Regions from separate parts of the Arachis hypogaea genome. Here region 1 is linked to region 2. A link is a contact called in public Hi-C data. All regions are on one chromosome and are shown on one strand. Each heading gives the region's core, a stretch centred on a gene start, on an enhancer-like site or on the middle of the called end of the contact. The rest is flanking DNA. Distances are from core to core; before and after follow the strand shown.

Region 1 (6,433 bases), core at 3,796-6,295, 39 kb after region 2:
GATACTCCGTCATCTTCTTCCTGATGCTCAAACCATGCTGAAATTTCCTTCCTAAGGATCAACATTTGCAAGAAGTCTTCACGATCTTGGCTAGCTGATTCTGCAAAGCCACAACATGCCTTTGATATAACATCATCAAATGAAAAGCAATGATTCATTTTTTGGGAGCATGATTTGGAGAAGAAACAAAAATTAGGTTTTTAATAGTTTAGTAAATTATACAATTACCCACTTTGGGCTATAATTTAATTACCAATAATTTAACCATAGTTAACATAACCACCAATTTAAGAGTGACATGTCACAGAGGATAATGTACATGTTATTATAAGAAGAGTAGAGTAGAATTTACCTAATAATAAGTATTAGTAGTAGTAGAAGAATGGATATTATCATTCATATTTGAATGATGTTACTCTTTTTTATAAATTTATATAAACATACAATACAAAAAATTATGTGTGGAGTAACTTTTAGAAGTTAAAATTTAAGATTTAGAATTTAAAATTTAGTGTTCAAAATTTAAGATTTAAAATTTAGATTACAAAATTTAGGATTTAAGTTTTATAATTTATGTTTTAGAGTCTAAAAATTACTGTACTCTTTAATTTTTTTTCAGAATGCATTGGTATTTGCACTAGAATACTGATTACAAAATAATGCATAAATTGTCTTGGTATACAATTTGTTAGAGTGTAATTTTAATGTATTAATAATATAAAATATTTTATACAGTAGTCTAACTATATTTATTTTGTAAAATAATCATTCACACCGTCAATGTAATAAGTTATTTTTTTTATGTTTACTTAGTATTGACCGTATATTAAAATTAATATTTTTATTATATTTTATTCTTTTCCAGAGAAATCATTAAATCAACACGGGTATATAAAACATAGGATTTAAACATGTTCATTGAAGTGATCTCTATCTTAGAAATTTAACAGGATTCAAATCTCTCTGAACTATAGAACATAATTTTAGAAGAAATCTTCATATTATTTCATTTTCTTTTCTTGTGTGTTTGGTGATGATCCAGCTCTTTCATCACCAACATATTGTTTTTGAACAAAAAAGGTTCTTCTATCTAGGGGTGCACATGGAGCCGGGTGAAGTCGGGTTCGTCGTGACCCGAATCCGACCCTAAATAATCACCGGGTCTATTTATGAGACCCTTACCCGACCCTAAACCCGATGAAATCATGTTACTTTTGGGCCACACTTAAGCCGAGTCTAAACCGGGTGAAACCCGGGTCTTGATCAACTTTATCACGACATCACCAAAAATTAGATTCTACATATTTTGAATCTCTAAATTTTGGAAAATAATTATTCCATAACATTGCAACATTCACATAATAATAATTTAGAATCCAATAATAATAATTTAAAATTTCATAATAATAATTATATCAATTACACATTAAACATTCAAAGTTCAAAAGACAATTAAAACAAAGTTAACAACCAACACAAGATTAACATAATAATAATAATTTATAGTGTCATACCAACCAATAACAACAAAATATGAAGTAACAAACAACTACACGGGTCCAACGGGCCGGGGCCGGGTGACCCGAGGCTTGACCCGAACCCGATTTAATAAATAACCGGGGTCATCTATTGAAATCTCGGGTTTGACCGGACCATAACAAAGCCAGGCCAAATTAACTCCGAAGTCATCGGACCCGGTCCGGGTCTTCGGGCCGAACCGGGTCTTGTGCACCCCTACTTCTATCTGAACAAGTGTACTACTTCTATCTGAGGACTCTTATAATACTTTCTTTCTTTCCCTTCAAACACTGCATGTGCTTTTTATTCTCACATTCTTTGAGTCTTTGTGGCTATTAAGATGCATTACATTTAAAGTTCAGTGGGGGCATAGATGGGGGTTGGGAGATTCTCAAAGTTTACTTGTAATTATGGAAATAGCACCATTTCCATTCGAAAAGCTGTAAGATGTAAGTTTGCTCATTCACTTCTTTTAGTAACTCTGAAACTAGTCTTGTTCTTTGTTTTTCTAAATTCTACCTATTGAATTGCTTTGCTTTTTTTGTTAACTATTGTCATGATAATATCTATGACTATGAGCTATGATTTACTGATTTAATGGGTTGTTATCGTGTACTTAGAGCTTGATGTGAGCCTGTTATTGAATTTTATATACAAGGAACTGGATTTATTTTATCACTTTTTAGTTGGCTTATGTATAATTGATGCTATTTGAAATTCATAACTGCTATCTTAGCTGATTAAAGGTATTTTGTTCATTTTTTTTTGGACCTGAAGTTATTTTTCTTCAGTTTGCTAACTTTGTACATCAATGTGTTTTTCTTTTTTATATCCACAGAAATAGAGAAACAAATTTGTGCATTGCATTTGGAATATGTTTCTAATTATAATATGTTTGCTTTGCTATCTTTTCTATTTCGGATGAAAATATTATGGAGGCAGAGGGCCCTTTATTTGGGATTTTTCCTAGTGTAAGCTTTAAAGTATGTTAGCTCCTAACATTTATTGAATTAGTTCACTAGTATGATTATTTAGTATTTTTGTGTGCATAGAATTATTTTATGATGGAAGGACATGAATATATCAAGAGCCTCATTTGTTCCTTGATGTTGTACTCTAGTTAGTTTCATGGATAATTTTCCCATTAAAAGGTAAAGACATGTAAACCTGTGGTTTTAAAGCATTAAGGCACAACATTATTCTTGATAGTGACATTTATGGATTGTGCTATATTCTTGTCTAAGATGTATAGTTTGATTATTTAAGGCATGGATTATTCAATGGCATTTGAAAATCTTGCTTGTCTTTTATATTTGGTATTTGCGTAGGTGTTCATCACTGTTCCATTATCAATTATTGATATGCTTTGTATCTTTAAGCATGATGTGCCTGGTTAATTTAGTTGCTCACTTTTTTTCTTCCCTTGAAGAAAAGGGTTTTTCACATCAAAGTATGCATTTAGGTTATGAAGGAGCTTATAAGAACTATCAGGGAGAACAATTTGGGCAGAATTAGTTCACTGTAAGCTTATTTCCATATTAACCAACATGTTTTATGAAGTTCCGGATGAAGTTATTAAGCTTGAACTCTCCACACCAAAGTTCCTCATGGATCAACTTGATCTGATTGGAGGAGTTCAGTTTATTTTTTTGGAGGTATTTGATTCTTCTGACATTAGTATGGAGAGAAGTCCAATCTAATAAATGTCCTTGCATTGATACGTAGATTCGAACTTTTGATTTTCTCTTCTGCCTTCCTATGATTGATTCAGTATTCCCTTACAAATTCAAGAGAAGAGAAGAAAAATCTGTATGCAGTGTTTTTTTATTACATTTTGCGTCAAATAAAAGTATCGTGCATAGTCTCAGGAGTCAGTGAATACAGTGATGAGCAGATCCAACCTCTGGCTGATCTGCTTGCTCAAATAAATGCACCTGAGGCATTTTATATTTCTGTTAAACTTGGAGTAGAGGGCATTGGAGAGATTTTGAGAAGATCAATTGCATTTGCTCTATCCAAATATCCCAACAGTGAAAGACTAAATACGATGCTTCTAGTTTTTCCTTATCTATATACTTTAAAGTTTTAAGGCTATACATTTTTCCTTTGATCTTATATGCATTTCTTCATATATATGGCTTGTAATAGATCTTCTTTGAGCTGTATGATTACTGATTTTTTTTTTCTGTTCCGGTCTAACATTTGCAGCTATTGAAAATTGTAGCAGAGAAATTTATGTTTGTCTAGATATAGAAGCAATATAATTGAACAGCTTTACGAAGCCAAAATTTTTTAATGTCATTGTGAAAATTGTATAAACCTCCGCAATACATTGCATATAGAATTACGGTTGTGGCGGTTATACTAGTCGTTGCTGAAAACCGCGTAAACACTAATCTATGTGCGACAAACCACACGCTGGAATGCAGTTTTGCTGCGATTTAATTTTTCGTGTGTGTTGTAGGAGTGACTTTTTATATACATATAACATCATTTCTAAAAGTAGAGAGTATTGATGCTATCTCATGTATTTCAAGTGGGTAGCAAAGAGAATGATGACGAGGAGACTTAAAATAGAGAATAAAGAAAAAGAAAAAGAGGTGATCCCTTCCATCATCTTGTATTTCAAGTGAGTGGCAAAGAGAATCATGACGAGGAGACTTAAAACTTGAAAGAAAAGAAAAGAAAAGAGAATAAAGAAAAAAGAGGCGACCCCTTCAAAATTGCAACAGCCAAGAGAAATTGTTATAGCATATCAATTAATGATAATCTATTTGTGAATTTGTGTGCTTCGGGTATCTTCTATGTGATGGTTTTGAAGACAGTCCAATAATACTGTGTCAGCACTTGTACTCATTCAATCTCTTAAATTAACAGTCTAACTCTTAATGTTTAACGAAAAAACTAAGATCAATGAGAATACAAGATAAAAAATTTTTGGTCGAATAAACTATTCTAAATTTCTAATAGAAGGACGACTACAACAACAACATCAACGTCAACAGAGTCTGTCACCAAAAAAGAAAACATCAACAGAGTCTTATATATGCTAGTGCGGGGGCTAAACTATTCTGAAATATTACTATTATTATTTCCCTATATCAATAAAATGATAAACCATTAAAAGAAACAATTTCTTATTATTATAATAAGATTGAAGTTGATAATCTCTAGCTGGCCGGAGTCTTATAAGATAATGATGCAGGAATAAATAAAATGAGATTTTAGAAGTTTTATTTAGTTTCTGCACTAATAATGTTTTTATGAAGGAACTGAATCGTTATTTAATCTTATTGACGATATCATTATTGTTATAATTGTTGAGGAATATATTTACGCAACTGGTATCACCTAATTTAAGTTTAATAGTTTATCATATAATTAATTAATTTTTTTTTACTAAAGATAAAAAAATTCAAATTCGTAATCTCTTAAATAAGTATAAATAGACTATATTATTTAAATTATAATTCATTAGGGATGTAATTAATTAATTAATTATTAATTGTTATAGATACTTTAGCAGTGCACAAATATATGTGGGTCAATGTTATGGAACCCAGTAAAGAACGTTGTTGGTGCACTGCAAACTGCAAACCCTTGAAATCCCTTGTGCTTGCTACAATAGCTTTTCTCATCACCTTCCAATCTTTCTTTCTTGTGATCTCATCATCTCCTGAACTTGAGGCTCAATAATCATGGTTGCAAAACTTCAGGGTAGAGCTTATCTTTCATCTTTTGTTGATGCTGTTTTGGACAAGCTGTCTGCACTCGATGCCAACTCAACTCCAATAGCAAGAAAGTTAGCTGACCAGAAGTTGTTTCGAAGTCTGAGGGCGAGTCTCCGTGCAACTCGCCTTGTGCTTGATGATGCTGAGCAGAAGCAGATCAGAGACCAAGAAGTCAGGAAGTGGGTTGTTGATCTCCAAGATGCTCTCTATTTGGCTGATGACCTGCTGGAAGAAATCTCCACTAAAGCTGCTGCTGTCACTCAAAGGGATCCAGGTAACTCTTCTTCCTGGTCTCACTATGTTGATTCAATCTTAGAAGATAGTGATGATGGTGAAATGGGGGTAGTAACTAGCATGCAAGACTTAGTTGATAAACTAGAGTCTATCGTTAAGGAGAAAGATGATCTTGATCTAAAGCAAGAGCTTGCCGAAGATCCAGAGGACATGTCATGGAGAATTCAATCGTCACTGCTTGAAAGTTTTGATATATATGGAAGGGATGATGACAAGGAGGCCATACTTGGATTCTTGTTAGATGACACTTGCAATGATAAATTGTCTGTGATGTCTATAGAAGGCATTGGTGGAATTGTAAAAACTACTTTGGCTCAGTGGGTTTATAATGATGCCAGAGTTAAGGGGAAGTTTGCTCCTAAAGCATGGGTGTGTGTTGCTACAAGATTTGATCCTATTAGTGTTTCAAAGGCTATAATAGAGGATATAACTTCTACTCCTTGTGACTTGGTTAACTTGAATTCACTTCAAACTCAATTGAAGAAAAAGTTAACAGAGAAGACATTTTTGGTTGTCTTAGATGATGTTTGGGATAATCAACAAAATTTGTGGGACAGTTTTCTAAAACCTTTTCTGAGTGGAAATAAAGGAAGTAAAATTCTTTTAACCACTCGTAATAAAAATATTGATTCTGTAGTATCAACTATGAATCGACATTACAAATTAAACACATTGTCTCCCAATGATTGTTGGTTAATGTTTCTGAAACATTCATCAATCTCTACTAATTCTACACAATATCCAATTCTAGAAAAAATTGGTAGAAAAATTGTTGAAAAATGTAAGGGATTACCTTTGGCAGTGAAGACACTTGGGGGTCTATTGCGCAATAAGCATATTAAAGGGTATTGGGAGCATATACTAGATACTAAAATTTGGGAACTTTCGGA
Region 2 (5,938 bases), core at 2,561-5,060:
AAACTCACAATTTTAAGAGAACTTCATATGGCATTTAGCTCAGAGTTTTTCAGTTTAATAGATATCAATTTATCCAAATGAAAGATTATTTTGAACCAGATAATATACAATAGTTAATCAACTACATTTCAATTTTATTAGTGTAGCTTTAGCTACATATCAACTTTATCAAAATTAGTCGATCTATCATCAAAATTAAAACCTGATTGATGAAACCCACTCCTGAACACTCTTGTCATTATTACAAGGTCTACAATTATAATTACATCATTGAACAAAACATCACTAATTAACCATTGTAAAAATATTGAGCAATAAAAGTGATACTATACAAAAGAAGTCAGAAACAGGATGAATTTGGTAATAATCATTATGTAACTAATGGCATACTATAATCAACAAATCATAAAGTATGATCTATATTTTATTCACCAAACTAGTGCATAAAGTAAATTATACTTGAAAGTAATGCCCCAAGACAAACAACAAAACTAAAGATTCAAATTTAAATATAAAAAAGTAAGACTAATACAACCAATTAGGAATATAAAAAACATAGAACCTCCTTTGCATAATGTGACCAGGACAGGTTTATGATTGAAGAGAAAAAAAACGTGAAGGATTATAGTAGAATTTGAATTCAAATTTGCAGTCAACATTATAATTAAGTTATAGTTCCAACAAAGTACAATAAAAAAATAAAAAAAAATAATAGTTCCATTTATATAAGAAGTAATCCAATTTTAAATTTTTTTCTCCCCTAATTACGCTCGTTTAGCTTAAGATTATATTCTTAAGTCACAATAGAATCAAAGATTATGACCTCAATCCATAACTATATTAAATAATGTCAAATCTTCATAGACTTCATAGAATTATACCAAGTTTATTCTTGTGCCCAATTGAAACTTTGGATAATTTAGAGTTCTATCCTAATATCCTCAATAGCAATCATAGTTGTCATCTGTCATGAAGTATTCCACTTTCATAAGAACAAAAAATAAACTATTAAATCTCATTAATCATAATCAAAATCAAATCAAGGATGTTGAGTAATTCACAACCTCTCTATGGGTCTAAAATGAAAACAAATAAAAGGAAAATAGTTCCTTCAAAAGAATATTAATGTCATTAATTAGTGTAAAAAAAGTTTTAGAATGAAAATATATAGTCATACACATTAGTTATTTAGAATTTTGGCCAGTAAAAATTAAACCTTTAAATCTCTATAGAAAACAATTATTGATAATGTCTATAAAAATAGCTATACTGAAAAACTTAACAAAAAATATATCATATTCCTCAAATATCAGAATTTCATAAATGATGCATTGTCAGTTCACTACAAACCAAAAAAAAAAAAAAATGCTGCAGCCTTCACTATTTTCATAACAATATGCACAAGGTCATAACTTATTATTCTTGTAAAAATGCACAAATCAAATTACAAAATAAAACAACAATTGAAAAAGATAGTTACCACTGAAGAGAGCCAACCAAGATTAAAGAATTAATCAACAACTATGGAAAGAGTAGACATTTCTCTACGAATAATAGTAATGCAATTTCATTTAAGGTGTAGAATCGAACCAAAAGATTAATGGCCATTGGAACTTAAATGTAAATCAAGAAATATGGTCTCCTATGCTATATTTACAAATCAATTTAAAATTAAAATAAAATAAAAAATAATAATCTTAAAACATAACTACTTTCCATTATTTAAGATCTAGAAAATACTATAAAAAAATACAAATTTTGAAGAAATAAAAAATAGGATATAACAATAAAATAGTAACAATAGTAATAACAATAATAATTTTAATGTCATAAAATATAAAACATGTTATTAAATAGTATTTTTTAATCTAACTCATACCAAATAGAAAAAGCGATATCATCATTAAGAGTGGGTATATGCATACAGACCATACTTTTTCATCATGGCCTAACAAAGTGAAAAAAGAAAATACAAAAATAGTTCCCCTATTCAATATCTAAGCAAAGAAATAAAATAAATTTCATTTCAAAAAAAAAAAACATGGATATCCATAAATCAAGAACTGAATTTTTTAATTTTTATTTCGTGAGCAAATTAATCAATCTTTAAATATTAAAATGATAGTTTGTTCCACAAGTCGACCAAAAATAGATAAATATTCCACACCTCACCACAAGAAGCAATTATCTTAATTTCTAATAACACAACTCCTAAATAAAAAATGTAAAATTTTTTAGTCCCTTAAACTTATTAAAATGTACAAATTATCCGATATACGTGCATTACACCTCTTTAAACTTTTAATTACGTGCAAATTGCTCCTTTGAGCTTCCCTAAGTTTGCAACTATTACACCCTAAACATGTGTTATTTTTACAACCAATCAATAGAATAATTATCACCAGGCCTAATTTACATACCTTAAAATGTTTAAAGGTTTAATTTATACACTTTTAATTCAAGGCCTAACACGTTCTTGAAGTAAAGTACAAAGAAGTGAAGTACAATTAACTTGACATTAGCATTCCTTGATTAAATGTAGAAAAAGTAAAGCAGAGGCAAGAAGATATGACAAAACAAGAGAGAAACTCGTATGATTAGTCAAAGAACACACTTATGCCGATAGCTGAAGTATTAAAAAAATGAACTATTAAAAAATGAAGATTATGAAAACAAATAAAAATAAAAAGTCATGGAAATAAGTTAAAATAAAAATGTAAAGATTATGAAAATAAATTAACATAAAAATAAATAGTTAATGAAAATTATTAATATAAGGATTATGAAAAATAAATGAAAAAATAATTAAGGATATATTTATTTTTTTTATAAAAAGATTTACTCCTCCTTCTTATAAATATTAATGAAAATATTTGGTCCTTCTTAATAAGTTTATTATTAAATCTTTTTAACGGTCTTTTAATCTAATTTTTCATGTTCTTTAATCTTATAAGATTTGAAGAGAAAAAAAAAATAAAAATTCTAATTACATTGATTAAATAAATAGTATGTCTACTTAGTAATTATCACTCATTTAAAATTACATGATTTTTTTTTTATTCTATTTCGTATGAGTTGATATTATAACATAATATCAGTGAATTTATTAAAATAGAAAGGATGTTGTTATTTTTATTTATTTTCATAATCTTCATTTTTTTATTTGTATTCTTATTTACTTATTCATGTTAATTAAAATTACTAAAATTAAAAAAATTATTTATATAACGATAACGAAATTAAATAATAAAATAATTAAAGATATCATTATCTCTTTGTAAAAGGATTTAATTTTTTTTCTTAAATATTGTACTTATAATTAAAAGTATTAGATAATAAATTTTTACTATTTGTAAACATAATTATTATCATCATATTGTAAACATAATAAGTTTTATGTATTAATAATTTGACTATAGCAATAATAAATATATTTTATATTATTATTATTAACATACATCATTCTCTCTTTTTTTTTTTTTTGTTTCTTTGTAAAAGTTTAAAACAATGTCCCGCTCGTTCTTGTTTTCTTAATCCATTTAAAAATGTAAAATCCTAACAGTTTTCATATTAGAACATAAATGATAAAAAGAAATTCAAAGGAGATTGTATAATCTCACGTTGTACAAAACAAGAAGCCCATTTACCCTAAGCAAATCCAAAACGTTTCGGCCCAATTTTCAAACATAATCACTCACATTAATAATAATTTTCTTAAACTAAAACTTGCACCAAGTATGACAACGTCTGCATCAACCTGTAGTGGCAGCCTTTTATGTTTGTAGTTCTTCATGCAAGTCAGACGAAGGAAGCTACGCGGTAATTGCCTTATGTACACACCTTACTATCTATATATATGGATGTTTTTTTCAATCCACACCACAGAACTTCTCTTTGAAATTTTGTTTTTTAAAGTAAAATTTATTTTAAAGAAAATTCAAAATTATAAAAAAATGACATGTCAGCACTAACTCTTCTTAGTTCACTAGTATAAAAGATTTATCTACATGCTTCCAGTATCAAATTGAGGCTGGAAGCCACTTTTTCTTTGTGGAAAGCGGTAAAGTTTCATCATGAATTATGTGAATTCAATCAGGGAAGCATTTCAGAAAGGTAAATTACTGCACACAAGGAAAGTGAGAACTGAAATCGCATAGCCTGGACACCCCCTCCGATGAGGTGGGTCAAGATTAACACATGGAGCTTCGATTGGAAACCCTGGAGAAGCTGGATGTGGGGGCTAATCCGAGATGAACAAGGAAGACGAGTAGCAGGATTTACCATGAATATTGGTATCTGTACAGCCTTTCAAGCGGAGATGTGGGGATTTTACAGGGGCTAAGCTAAGAACAGCTTGGGGATCTGGTCATTAGGAGAGTCATACTTGAGGCAATCTCTGTTCCGGCTCTGGAGGTACTAAAAAGAGGAAAGAGAAATCAGAATCACCCCAACTCTTTGGTGAGAAGTATTGAAGGTATAAGATGGGAATTGGCAAATTAGATTCACAGTTTCGCACACACATATCAGAAGGGGAAAAAAGAAGCTAATTGCTAATTGGTTGTCAAAAGAAGTCTCAAGACTAAGGATATTTCTTTGTTGATCACCCTACAAGAGAATTAAGTCAAATTATAATTTTTGGTTTCTCACGATATTCTTCAGTCTGGTAGGTCAAGGACTAATTGATTGTGGATTTGAGCTCTATTTAAGAATTCGCTGCTAGCCAATGAATTACTGTATCTACAAGACGGGATTCGAACCCCCTAATACTTGCTTAGACGGACTAATGAGTTAACTATTAGGCCAACATAAATTGGTATAAGACAAATTATGTTTGATGATGGTAGAAAAGCTTCTTTACCCCGATTAGTAGCTTTGTAGTTTCGATTTTCTTTGTGGGCTTTCATTTTAATAACAAAATAAAAATTGAGAAAATTACTAAATATACATACTAATACTATTTGTATTAGTGTATTCTAACTAGAGTTATTGTGTTATTCTTTCAAATAAAAATTAGATAGACGTGTTCTCTTAAATAAATAGTTATTTATTTTTTTGGCTTTTATCATTGTTTAATAAAGATGTAAGTGAAAATATAAGTTACTTTATGATATAATTTTATTAGCTGAATATTCTTTTGTTTATATAGTAATGTCAAAGGGATAACTGATTTGGTTTCAGGTGTCTTAGATTAAAGAATTTTATTTTGCATTTTGATCTTAATATTATGTATTTTGTTGAAACTGTCTTTCTCCCGTTATTTGACAGTCAAAAGCTACATCTGCTAATATAAAGGTTAATAGTCAAATTAGTTCATGAAAGATAAGATATTTTTTAAATTTATCTTTAAAAGATTTTTTTAATCAAATTAGTCTTTCAAAAATTACGAATTAATCATATTTATTCTTCAATTACTCCACTCACAATTTCGTCAACAATTAATGTGAAATATTAACTGATAGCATACATGACACATAACATGTTCAATTAGACGTTGACTAAATATATTTACGAAAATCTATTAATTTAGTCACTAGGTCATATTAGGAATATAATTTTTGTAATTGAAAAAATTGACTAAATTAATAAATTTTCATAAACATATTTAGTCAATATCCAATTAGATATATCAGGTATTATATATGTTATCAATTAACGTTTTATAACATCAATTTTTGAAAAAAATTGTTAATAAAGTGACTGTAGGACAAATATAATTAATTCATAATTTTTAAAGAACCAATTTAATTAAAAAAATCTTTTAAGAATGAATAAAAAATATCTTATCTTTCAAAAATAAATTTAACTATTAACCCTAAAAAAAATATAAGATGCTCGAGGAATAGTGCCTTACTTAGCACAAGAGAATAATGAAGTGTTTATTCCCTTGGTAGTACCATGTAGTGTTTGCCTTACTTTTGTGCATATACCTTGGCAAAGT

Evidence for each region. Hi-C and Micro-C count contacts between places; a contact is called where the count stands out from the background.
Region 1: a contact with region 2 is called in a Hi-C map of an unstated tissue, with 2.6 times the contacts expected there. The contact joins the promoter of LOC112730335 here to the enhancer-like site in region 2. A contact is called at or near these places in 3 of 8 Hi-C or Micro-C datasets (leaf and an unstated tissue).

The regions. Positions count from the first base shown.
Region 1 is chr12:99,228,735-99,235,167 of arahy.Tifrunner.gnm2.J5K5, forward strand. LOC112730335 (putative disease resistance RPP13-like protein 1) reads left to right here and starts at 5,046. Exons shown (of 4, transcript XM_029290786.2): 1 at 5,046-6,433. The coding sequence starts at 5,217. It overlaps LOC140177084 (a long non-coding RNA gene), which reads left to right and starts at 2,808. Exons shown (of 2, transcript XR_011868771.1): 1 at 2,808-3,173; 2 at 3,290-3,717.
Region 2 is chr12:99,190,976-99,196,913 of arahy.Tifrunner.gnm2.J5K5, forward strand. No RefSeq gene overlaps it. Among protein-coding and RNA genes, the nearest start is that of LOC112727839, 9.3 kb to the left of the region's middle. Within about 2 kb of position 3,811, at least 2 of the 3 cell types and tissues checked have open chromatin away from gene starts, as enhancers often do.